Regions from separate parts of the Sus scrofa genome. Here region 2 is linked to region 1. Evidence: chromatin contacts called from public Hi-C data. All regions are on one chromosome and are shown on one strand. The core of a region is the stretch at or near the end of the contact, and the rest is flanking DNA. Distances in the headings are between cores, read along the strand shown. Region 1 holds the start of MPPED2 (metallophosphoesterase MPPED2). Region 2 overlaps MPPED2 (metallophosphoesterase MPPED2).

Region 1 (6,509 bases), core at 3,286-5,785:
GCTTGTCAAATTGAATTATTAAACTTGAAAAAACCCACATACATTTTCTTTAATCAGGTTATTATGGGTTTTCCACACTGCCCATCTTTCAAAAGAGATTACTTTGGCTCTTACTTCAACGAGATTGCTCTTCCACCATGACAGGCTTATCCCAAGTACCACTAAATTCTGCCACTTTTCACAACTGGACCCATGATATAGAGAAGGGCTCAGAAAGTACTAATTGATAACAGAGACCAGGCAGTTCTGTTAAGATGGAAGACATATTAACACATAGTATCCTGTTAAGATTTTTGAAGTAGATTATTAAAATTATTATTACCTAAATAATAATCATCTGATTTATTGCTACATGCTAAACATTAGCTAGTAAGCATGGTAAGAATCAGTGAGTGTCTTGCAAAATTTTAAGATTTCCACTCCCTCCATGTGTATTATTTAGGTTGCTGGCAAAGCTGAATCGAATTTAGTCTAAGATAATGTCTATAAAATATATTTTATGAAATAAAATTTCATTAGCTCTAGTGTTTCCTGAATCTTTCTTAGCCATATGTATTTTTATTGGTTAACCCAAACGGAAATTTTAAGTAAAAAGGAAAAAAAAACATTATTTATATATTTATATTGAGGACTTTTAAAAGGATCTATCAAAGGGGGTTCCCTTTGTGGCTCAGCGGTTAACGGTTAACGAACCTGACTAGGATCCAAGAGGATGCGGGTTCAATGCCTGGCTTTGCTCAGTGGGTAAAGAATCTGGTATTGTTGTGAGCTGTGGTGTAGGTTGAAGATGTGGCTTGGATTCCCTGTTGTAGCTGCAACGTAGGCTGGTGGCTGCAGCATAGGTCAGTGGCTGCAGCTCCGAATGGACCCCTAGCCTGGGAACTTCCACATGCCACAGGTGTGGCCCTAAAAACCAATAAATAAATAAATAAATAAATGGATCTATCAAAGAATCAGGTTAATCATATAGCTTTCTTTTGAGACTATGTCTTGGCACATATTATCTGTAAATTTTAAGATACAAAATCTTTTTTTTTTTTTGTATCCTACTATATTTAAAAAGAAGGTAGCCTTTAAGTAGATAGACTACATAACAATCATCAGCTTCTCTATAAGAAGATCAACCTACGACACAGTCCGAGGTACTAGTTCACGTTTCTGAAGACATTAGCAAATGCTTTTAATTTTACTATTTGAATTACAGGAAGTCAGCTTTCATCCTCCACAGTGATCTCATGATGTCACTTCCGTTCTGGCATATCTGAGGCATATCTGGTATGGATTTTCCTTCATCGTGTGGTTGCCTCAATCACTCATGCATTCTCTTGCTTATTTTCTCATCTATTGACTCATGAAGTCATTTAACAAGTATTTCCAAGTTTCTACTATATGCAAAGCACAGAAGACTGAAAAACACAAAGGAATAGAGGACATGGTCCTCAACTTGAGAGGGAGTTACAATGAAAACATTTAAAACAGGTCAAAAAATGTAAAAACTTTACGAATTTAGAATAAATAAAGGTATTGGCTGGCTCAGATATTTTCCTAATTGCATCATAATAGTAGTTCTATTAACAGGCTTTGTTTCCTGATAATATATATCTTAACTTTTTCTGGAAAATGATAAAAATGCAACTAATTTAAACAGAAAGAGGTAAAAGTTTTTTTTTTTTTTTTTTTTTTTTCTGCAGGGTTGAGCCAAGCTTTAGGTCATACACAAATATTCCTGAAGTGTTGGAAAACTTGTTCTCAGAGGGAGAGTGAAAGCCAAATCCAAATTGAGCTTTCAAGGGAAGTAACATTCACTTTCCAAGCTTCCACCTAAGGTTCTCCCATGCTTTCTCTCTCATTTTCTTCCTTCAATGCATTCTGAAACGATATTTTAAAAGATATTGCAGCAGGCTATGAGGAGGCTTATTTGCCAGTTCATTCAATGAAATCACTGGAGAAAGGGTCCAGATTTACATTCCATTAAAAGAAAAATTTTGTAATATTTGCATAGAGGCAAGCATAAACTTAGCATTTGATTTTTATCCTTTTGTTTTCCATTAGAAAGAATAAAAATTGAATTTAACAACAACAACAAAAATGGAGCTTACAGGCTCACTTATCTTAAAAAAAAAAACCCCCAGACTATAACATTTAAAATTTGACATAACAAGGCTTGATGTTTCAAAGCTAATGTCAGGGACAGACATGGTTCACATCCAATCATTTTAAAACAAGCTTTTAGTGTAGGTAGCTATATTGATGGAGAATATGATTTAACAAAATGCATTAAGTTCAAATCTACGGGATGAGAATTATTTGAAAAGTGAGTTCCTTTTGTTCCCAATTTATTATTTAAATTCACTTATACTTCTGTAGCTTCTCTATTTTGGTAGACTAATGGAAATAAAAATTCATAACCCTAATACAGCTTGGTCACTACCTCTCAATGGATAATTGACTAGCAAGAACACAGTAGAGGCTGACATCTTCCTATATTACAAGTTACAATTTTAAGCTTTTTTACCTCCATTTTTCCCCACGCAGTAAAATGATAAACAATTTTCCATCAACTTTGTAAAGGATACTCACTTGATTTTTTTTTATAGCATTAAGTATCCAGTAAAATGTACCACTAAAGTAGAACAGGTTATTATTTATTTTGTGTGTGCACATTATTTTGGTTTAAGATCATGTACGAACTAGTTTTGCTGTTTTGATTGACTATCATTTTTTTAAGGAAGAAAAAAACCACAGAAATTATTTAGCTGGTCCTGATTCTTTTCTTTTCTTTTTTTTTCTTTTCTTGACTGATTAAATCAGTCAAAATCAGATGAAAAATTTTAACCATTTAGATAAGTAGTAGTAATTCACAGAATAAAGAAAATAAAACCCAGCATTTCTTCAAAAACATGATTCTAGTCAGTATTTGCTGCTGGGCTGGAAAACAAAAACAAAATATAAAGGTGCCCTCTACCCCATCTTTGGCATTCTTCAACATCAATGCCACTGGCGATGGTTTGTGCTGGGCAAGGAAAGTGACTGTCTGCTTGATTCTAGCACGTTTGACAAGAACCAACACTCTGGACATACTGCACAACAAAATAAATACATTAGCAAGACCATTTCCCCTTCATTTCAGCTCAGACATAAGAAATAGCTTATTTAAAATTCAAGTGCCAAGGAAGCCCATTGTAAAAAAGGAAATATTTTTAAGTGAATTCCGTTTGATCTTTTTTTTATAGAGGCTCCTACAAGCCCCTCTCCCGTCTTCCCCAGACCCTGGAAACCAATTAGTCTCAGCACAGAGGCCGCAGACCATGTTGAAATGGCTCCTTTTTTTTTATTTTTAGGGGATATAATTTCAGCCAGGATGTCTAGTCAGTTGTCACACAGTATACTCAGCACACTTCTCCCTCTCACACACTACCCATTGGATTTTCCTTTGGAGAATGCCTAGATTTTTGAGTCTGACTCCTGGAAAGGAATGAGAGCTGGTTGGTGTCCAAAACCTTCAGCTCCGACAATGGCATAACATCACAGGGCCACCTCATCTTTCACGGTCAGCCTCCTTCCCCCGCCCCGCCCCCCCCACCAAGTTTTCTAAAAGCCTTGCCTTAATTGTCCCTTGTCTTCTAGCATTTCAGTGGCTTTCCCTTTCCTTAGATTGCTTGCATACCCTCCTGAAAACCTTTTCTTCCGTAATCCAAAGTAGTAGAGAAAAAGGGACAAACTTTGATTTTTACAACGTTTTTGAATTGCTTATCCTTTGGGGGAAATGTGCCCCAAAGACAAAAATGGAAACAATTAGCGTCTTTGCCTCTCCTTGCCTCCCTATACTGAACCTGCCTTAATTCATGGAGGTGAAAGCATTATCAGCTGGGTTGGCCTTTTCTTTCTCAGGAACAACACTGCAGAAAGAAAGGGGTGTGTGTGTGGTGTGTGTGTGTGTGTGTGTGTGTGTGGTTGAAAGGCTTGAGAAAAGGGTGCACAGCTCTCCCCCAGGAAAGTCGAAGCTCAGCAGACGGGAGGGGACCAGGGTCGCCTTCCTTGGTTTGAGGGCAGTGCCCCAAGCCTCTCCCCTTGCCCCCGCCGCCAGCTCTTCGCCCTGGAGCTGTGCCAGGACTCCAGACAGCGCCTGGCAGGTCGGTGGGTGGGGGGCCTGGGGCCTGGGTGTGTTCCCTTTGCAGAAGACGCCCATTTGGAGGGAAAACTCCCTTTATTTCCCTGGGGCTCCGCAGCCACCTTCTCCTATCCCCTATCATTTTTACGCTGATCACACTCATGATGATGAACTTGCAGCACAGCTTCCTGCCGCCTGCTTGACCCGGGAGCACCCGCAGGCTGCCGGCCTCGCCCTCAGCTCCCTCCTCCTCTTGCAACCCCGGTGCCTCGGGGCGCCAGCGGAGGTTCCAGCGGGCCTGGGCTACAGTAGGGGCGCGCGGGGGCGCGGGGTCCCGCCGGGGAGCGCGCACGGAGCGACGCCTCGGCCGCCCTGCTTCCTGGAGCTGTGCTCCTTTGACCCCAGTGGCAGTCCCTGTCACTGCACCGCTCTCGCTCCCTCTGGCTCGCCGCGCCCTCGCTCCCTCTCCTCGCCCCCTCTCTTGCTCTCTCCCCAGAGCGAGACTGCTCCCGTCCTTTCTCCCCCCCGCCTCACTCTAGCGCCGCGCCCCCCGATCCCCCGCCCCAGCCCGCGCCGGGACCTCCGGGGTCGAAGGTTCTGGCCCGCCCGCGCCCCTCGCCGCCCCCGCGCGCCCCCAGCCGGCTCCGGCTGCTCCGCGATGGATCGCCTGCTCGCCGGGCGCTGAAGGCATCCCCGGGACCCGGAGCGCAGCCCGGGAAAGGTAATCCGCCCCGGGAAGGGAGGCGGAGGGCGGGGGAGGGGGAGGAGGCGGCCGGGCGCCCGGTGCCGCGCGCGAGAGGAAGGGAAAAAAATGCACACACAAAGCGGAGCCCGGGTGAGAGGTGCCTTGTCAGAGGCGCGTGCGAAGGGCTCGGAGGCTGCGGACCGCGGCTGCCCTGGTGCCCCTGACATTCGCACGAGCAGGCGCTTCCCGGGCAATTCGGAACCCGAGGAGGGCTTATTTTCAACCCCCGAACGAAAGCGAATTCTTTTTTAGGAGCTGTCTCCTCTCCGCTCCCCATCTTGCCCCTCTGCTCTTCTCCCCTCCTCCCCCGCCCCATGTCTTCGCCCCCCGACCTCCCGGGGTCCCCACCACTCCTCTCCCTCCTCCTCCGGGATTTCTTAGGAGGGAAGGAAGGGGTGTAGGCGTAGGGCAGCGGCGAAAGCCAGGCGGCGGGTTTGGGGGTGGGGACAAGGGCACGGCGAGCTGTTTACTAGAAAGTCCCGGGGTTATGTGTTCGAGCCGCCCCGGCCTAGGCCCGGGTGCATTGTGTTGGCCCGAGCCCCGGGCGCCCGCGGCAGCCCGAGCGAGGTGCAGTGGCTGGTAAGGCGCCGCGCAGCTTTGTGCTCCGGCTGCGCTCCGCGGCCACCCCCGGGCCGCCTGCGCGCGCGCCGCTCTCGCGCGGGTCTGTTTCTCACCCTCTCCCCGCGCCCCGACCTCGCTCTCCCCCGCCGCCCCCGGTCTCCGCGATCGCAGCCTGCGGAGCGAGCTGGCGACTCGGGCTGGGTGGCGGGGTACGAGCGACGAGAAAAGTAACCGTTGCCTCCCGATTTCTTCCCAGGAGAGGCTGGAGTTTCTTTGCTATTTACATGTAACTGGGTTATCTTTGTAAAGCCTTTGAATTCCTGGGTTTTGAGGCCTAGGAGGTGAAGGGGGCATTTTCCTAGAGATTGGGGAGGGGATTAAAATCCACCAGCAAGAAAAGAAATTAAGGATGCCCCAGTGGAGTAGATTTATTCCACGCGCACTCCCACACACCCCAAATTAAGTGCAAATGCGGGTTATGAAAAATGTGTAATTGATTTGAGATGCTGCAAACAAACACAAACAGGTCAGGGTGGAAAAAAACAAAACTTTAAGTGGAAAAAAGATTCCAAAGAGGGGAAAAATCCGTGGCCTTCACACTCCCTTCCAACGCCTGCTGGCTCCCTCTCCTCCTTTCTCCGCCGCTCTAGGGAAGCAGCCCAGCAGAGAGCCGGGAGGAGGCGGCAGCTCCGGGCGCGGGCTGCGCTCTGACGGTTCGGGGATGCCAACACGCCCTGGAGGCTGACGTCGGGGGCGTGGGGCTGTGATGCTCGAGCGAGGATGGCGCGGTGTCAGAGCCATTGGCCGCTGGTGGTCATCAATCAATTTGGGGCTGGGGGAGAGGGAGAGAAAGAAAGACAGGCGCCCAGCGGAGCCTGGGGCCGCGAGCGCCAGCGCCAACAGTGCCAGCAGCGGCGGCGGCAGTGGAGACTACGGCGGTGGCTTCGGGGGACTGAGAGAGTAAGGCGAGCTGGTGCTCCAGGAAGGAAGGGGGAGCTGTAGCTGGGACGAGCCGGCCTTGAGCCGGGAGGGCAGGGTGCGCGCGCGCACGAGTGTGTGTGTGTGTGTGTGTGTGTGTGTGTGTGTGTGTGT
Region 2 (6,028 bases), core at 3,036-5,535, 120 kb after region 1:
GGCATCACTTTTTTATTGACGTATATAGTTGATTTACAGTGTTGTGTTAATTTCTGCTGTACAACTTTTCAAATGTGTCTCTATGTGAAAAGCATCTGAAAGTTTTTTTTTTTTTCCCTTGACGTGGGAGAGGAAAATGCATACAACTTATTATTAACGGCATCAAATAAGAAAAAAGAAAAGAAAATGTAACAGGTTTTTTTTTCTCTCTCTCTTGAGATGTTTGTCCTGGGGAATGCACTCTTCTTAAAACCAAACCAGTTAGCAAGCAGGTGGAGGAGAGCTTTCTGTTTGCTGTGCTCTTTTAAATACCCTAAGAAATACAACATTGGCATGATTTGTCAAGCTTTAGGTTGTGGGAAAGGAAAGCCTTATTCTTCAGTGTCATCGTTTATAGATTCTCTGCCTGCTGTTCCCAATTCCCAGAGAAATTATTCTGCATTAGTTAAAAACTTCACCATATATTTGCTATAAAGCAGCAGGCAGGTGGAGGTGTCTTTTGGCCATAGTCTTTGATTATCAGCAGACAAAATAAATCTTGGTGACGTTCTTTCTCATGGGATCCAGCCTCCCAAGCCAGGTCTTCAGTGATCTTATTTTGAAGTGGTTTGAAGTGCCTTCCTTTTTTGCAGAGAGTCATAAAATTAGAGATGGGCAAGAGCTTTCTGATTGCATCACTTTTTCCACCCCTTTAGCCAGCATGCTCTCCCGCCCTCCAGCGTATTCCCTGGTGTTCCATTCAGCCTAGTTTAAGATACTAAGACGAGAGAGGCTTCTCGTCCAGTCCCCTCTGGGAAAATGTTCCACCGTCCTGACATGTGGATGTGCTTTCAGGCATGCAAGCTCAAGTTTACTCCTCTTTTAAGAATCCTTCTCCATTCTTACCTTCAGGCTCTCTTCTATTCCTTGCTCCTATACCCTCAGGAACCTTTCCTGTCCCAGTCCAACAGCCTGTACCTTTGCAAACAAAGAAACAATACACATATGCATGGTTTCCTCTTCCTTCAGGGGATTTTTCTCGTGATTAACCATGTGTCTAAGATGTGCCTAAATTGGAATGGTCCATAAATTTTACCTATCAGTGAATCTCATAAATCCTTAGCCATTTCATAGACCTTGTGACCAGAGCCTCTCAGAATCTTGTTGGTACTGAGACTTTTCAGGAATCTAAGATCAAGATGAGGATTCTGTAAACATTTGTTTTTAGATGGACAGAATGAAGTTTACCCAAGTCTTTGGTTCATAACACACTGTCATCGCTCGTCTGTGCATTGCCTTAATTATTAGCATTTATTTATTCATTATGAATAATGTAGTGAACATCCATTGACCCTCTTCACAGCCAGAGAACTAGACCACTGACCATCATTTGTACTTATCTGTGTGCTTTCCCCTCATACTATTCTGCTGTCCTCCTCCAGGTATCTGTTTACTTGAATTTTGTCTTTTCAGATAGATACATAAAAAGCTTTTGAATAATTTAAATATTCATTCATAAAAACTCCACTGGAAGGGAACTTCATCATCTGATATAGGGTCACAACCTACAGTTAGCATCGTAGTTAATGGTAAATATTGAATGCTTTCAAACTAATAGCAGAAAAATATCAGGCTTCTTGGACTCACACGTCTATGCACCCATTTTTGTTTTTGTTTTTTTGTTTTTTTTTTGCAGGCCCTAAACAGTATAATTAAGCATAAAAAAGAAGTAAAAGAAATGAAGATTGCAAAGGAAAAGGCATGATTTTTTTTTAGTATGTTATGATTGTTAATTTAGAAAATTCCAAGGGAATCTACAAAACAACAAAATTCTAAGGAATGTCTAAGAATTGAGAAATAAGAAAAAGTAATAAGCAAATTTAGCAAGGTAACAGCATGAAGGCCTAATGTAGAAAAAGCAACTGCTTATTTATATACTAGCAACATAAAATTGAAAATGATTTTTTAATGTTAATTACAATAGTGCCCAAACCATAAAATACTAAGGGTAAATATAATAAAAGATCTGGAGTATCTTTTCACTGAAAATTAAACAATATTACTGAATCAAAGAAGGCTTAAGTAAAGATGTACTGTTTGTAGATTGTTCAGTTCTCCCCCGATAGATCTGTAGCTGCAACTCGGTCTACTAACTGAGTCAGAGTCTCCGCAGACTTTTGATTTTTGGAATAAACAAGCCGATTCTATTTTTTTTTTTTTTTTTTTTTGAAAATCAAAAAGATCTAGAATGGCCAAAAGTAATTAAAAGTAAAAGTTGGTGGATTTACATTCTCTGATTTCCAGACTTGCTCTAAAGCTTTGAATAATCAAAACAGTATGGTAATGGTGAAAGATAGACCTATAGATCAATGGAAGAGAAAAAAAATGAGTCCAGAAACAGAGCCACACGTATATGGACAAGTGAATTTTGACACAATGCCAAGACAATTTGAGGGAGAAAGAGTGGTATTTAATCAATGGCACTTGGACAAATAAATGTCAGTATGGAAAACCTTGACCCATACCTTACACCATATACACAACGAAATGCAAAAAGAGGAAGGGAGGGAGGGAGGAAGAAAGGAAGGAAGGAAGGGAGGAAATGATTTAAATGTCTAAGAGCAGGAGACTGGTTTAAAAATTGCAGGATATCCATATGATAGATAGAAGTTTATATAGCTATTAAAAATAATTTTTGGAACAGTATTTTTAAACTTTATTGACCACAATTCATAATAAAAAAAATCTGTTTTATACCCAAAATAAATATGCACAAACTTTCACCTGAAATTAAAATTTCATAGAGCATACTTATCCTTTGTGTGTAAGATGCACATTTATCTTTTTTTACTTTATCTTGTTTCATAGTTTAAATTTCACTTTGTTGTGCCATCATCACTACTATTCATCTTCAGAACGTTTTCATCTTCCCCATTTGAAACCATACCCATTAAAAATTAACTCCCCTTTCCCCTTCTCCCAGCTTTGGCAGCCACCATTCTGCATTCGGTCTCTGTGAATTTCATAATTCTAGGTATTTAGTACCAGTGGAATCATACAAATTAGTGAACTATATCTATATATGTTTGTATAATACTTAACCTTTTGTGACTGGCTCATTTAGCTTAGCATAATGTCTCCACAGTTGATCTATGTTGTAGCATGTGTCGGAATTTCCTTCCTTTTTAAGGCTGAATAATATTCCATTGTAGGTATATGCCACATATTGTTTATTCATTTACCTATCAAAGGACATTTGGGGTGATTTTGCCTTTTGGTTGTTAATAATGCTGCTGTGAACATAGATATATGAATGAATAGCTGTTCACGTCCCTGCTTTCATGCTTTTGGGGTATACAGCCAGAAGCAGAGTTGCTGCATTATGCTATATTTATTTATTTTTTTTTTTTGAGGAATTGCCTTACCATTTCCACAGTGGCTATACCATTTTATATGCCCATTGGTGATGCACAAGGGTTCCAGTTTCTCCATCTTCTTGCCAACACTTATTTTTTTGATAATAACCATCCAAATGAATGCGAAGAAGTATCTCATTGTGTATTTCATTTTTCAAATTCTGGTCACTAAATTCCTTTCATGACCTGCTAATGGAACATAATCCTGAGTTGGGAAAAAAAGCTCTTTTAGAAGATTGTTTGATGAAAGAAGTCAGATTATGGTCCTAACTTAGTCGGGGGTCGGGGCAAAAAGCTCTATGCTGTGTATGAAAAGAGTGTCTCCAACCAGTGGGATTGTTAGTGATTTTTTTTTTTTGGTCTTTTTAGGGCTGCACCCACGGCATTTGGAGGTTCCCAGGCTAGAGGTCCTATCAGAGCTGTAGCTGCCGGCCTACACCAGAGCCACAGCAATGCAGGATCCAGCCGCATCTGCAACCTACACCACATCTCACGGAAACACCAGATCCTTAACCCACTGAGCAAGGCCAGGGATCGAACCCTCAAGCAACCTCATGGTTCCCAGTCGAGTTCACTAAACACCACGCCATGATGGGAACTCCTGTCAGTGATTTTTAAATTTTCTTTCTGCTTTTCCAAACATTTTAGAAGTGAAAGTGTATTTTTTTTTAAAGGTAGTTTGTGCATATGGGTGATTGATATTTTGTGAAGAGACTGTAAGAATTTGAAAATTTAGGAGCACATACAGGAACATGTATCTTCCCAAAGAAATGAACCTTTGTGGGTCAGCGAACAAGTATTTAGTGAGTCAGACCCTGAGAATATAACAGTGAGTAAGAGTGTTGTGGTCATTGCTCTCTGGAGCTTACCTCCTAAGGCATAAAAAATGATACATCCTAAGCAGATTGAGTAGTATTCACATAGGCTCTTAGACAATGGGAGGGTGTCCTTAGCGTGCTCAAGACTGTGAGAATGTACTTGGAGCAAAAGTTCGAAGCCTCCCCATGAGTGTTGAGTTGAAAATCCGTGTTGGGTCACAGTATCTTAAACTCCACCCCAGGGTTCCTTCCTCTCTTGGCTCTCATGCTTCACCTGAAGTTTAAATGTAATCTGTACAAATACAGTCCACAGATGGTGTGCACTGTACCAGGGATTAACAGGAATCACGCTTGACCTTGCCAACCTTGAAACAAAAAAGGCTCTTTGTCATTTGGTGGCACGAGGTTTGGAGAGATTATTCTGCATCCGTGTTTTAAATTGATTTGTTGTCCTTGAAAGATCCTTGGATTCTGGGTCCATGAGAAAAATAAAGCAAATTAGGGAAGATGGACACCCTCAAAGGATCCTTCTGGAGCTCTTTCTCAGTGGTAAAAACTTATTTTTATGATATTTTGGGTTCCATTTGTGCAGTAGGTTAGCTAGCATTTATGGAGGACCTACGTGGTACCAGGCATAGTGCTAGAAGCTGGGAATATGAAAAGGAACAAGACAAAATATTGACCCTAGAAGACCTCATGGGTCTCTTACTAAAGAGAGGACAAGTAGCTCCTTTAACAGATGGTCACAAAGGCTGTAGCTAATTTTGCAAGATTCTTTTAGAGACAGACATGATGCTTTGGGTGGGTAAGGAAAGCCTTCAGTCCAGTGCAGATTTGGGTGAGTAGGAAAGCCTTCAGGAAGACTGAGAAGAATCTATAAGAGGTATTTCAGGCCAAAAGAGCACAAATACAGTGAATAGAAGCAATTAAGAATGTAGGATCTGCAAGTAATTCTGCTGCCCTAGAATGCAGGGTGTGGCAGGATAAGAAGGCCGTGAAGGGCCTGATGAACCAGGTGAAAGAGTTTGGACTTTATCTTCTGGTTCTGGTGACCCATGGAAAAGTTTGAGATAGAAGAGCCATTTGTCTATACTTAACGATTGGAAAGAATTCCAGCAGCAGTATGGACAAAAATGAAGGGAGTAAGGAAGGAAATGAAGCTGGGAACAATATCCAGAAGTGTTGTAATTGTTCAGGAAGATGATGTTGAGAGTCTTCCTTAAAACATTGTCGGGGAAGATGAAAAGGAGAGCAAGACTCAAGGCATATTGAGATGATAGAATTAGAAGATTTAAGACTGATGGGCTGAGGGTAAGGAAGAAATTAAGATTAGACTTTTAACTTGCTGATGAGTATTCAATCATTACAGTAACCTGATAATGGACCGTTAACATTAACTGAGTCTTTTTCCAAGGAGAAATTTTGAGAGATGTTTGATTTTTTTGCCTTGAATATACTTAGGTACCTTCCTAGACGGTGCATCCTATAAGCCTCCTTCTCTCATTGTCCTTGGAGGCATATCCATGTAGAGTTGTAGAGGTCAGAATCCTACACGGGATGACTTGAGGCAGATGAGGTGGGGCAAGCACAAGTATAACCACTCATGAGCCAGCAAATCTTCTTGTGTGGAAATGATTGCTAACCATTCATTGATGTTGCTGGTTAAGAGATGCAGTTCTAGTTGGGCTCAAGTCACTCTCTGCGGAGTTCTTGGGGTACCTTCCAGGACACCTTGACAAGGAGCCTGAACTTGTCTCCTTGGAGAGATCTCAGGGGTTAAGCCATGTTCCTTGCACCGAAATTTACTTCTTTAAT

What was found. Hi-C and Micro-C count contacts between places; a contact is called where the count stands out from the background.
Region 2: a Hi-C map of embryonic fibroblasts shows a contact between it and region 1, with 1.8 times the contacts expected there. The contact joins the enhancer-like site here to the promoter of MPPED2 in region 1. A contact is called at or near these places in 5 of 47 Hi-C or Micro-C datasets (embryonic fibroblasts, fetal heart ventricle, fibroblasts and 2 more).

Annotation. Positions count from the first base shown.
Region 1 is chr2:30,035,807-30,042,315 of Sscrofa11.1, forward strand. MPPED2 (metallophosphoesterase MPPED2) reads left to right here and starts at 4,536. Exons shown (of 7, transcript XM_003122896.5): 1 at 4,536-4,832.
Region 2 is chr2:30,152,431-30,158,458 of Sscrofa11.1, forward strand. The region is part of intron 4 of MPPED2 (metallophosphoesterase MPPED2); the gene reads left to right. Among named protein-coding and RNA genes, the nearest start is that of MPPED2, 120 kb to the left of the region's middle. Within about 2 kb of position 4,286, at least 4 of the 83 cell types and tissues checked have an H3K27ac peak or open chromatin away from gene starts, as enhancers often do. A contact at or near this core is called in embryonic fibroblasts, where this site is marked.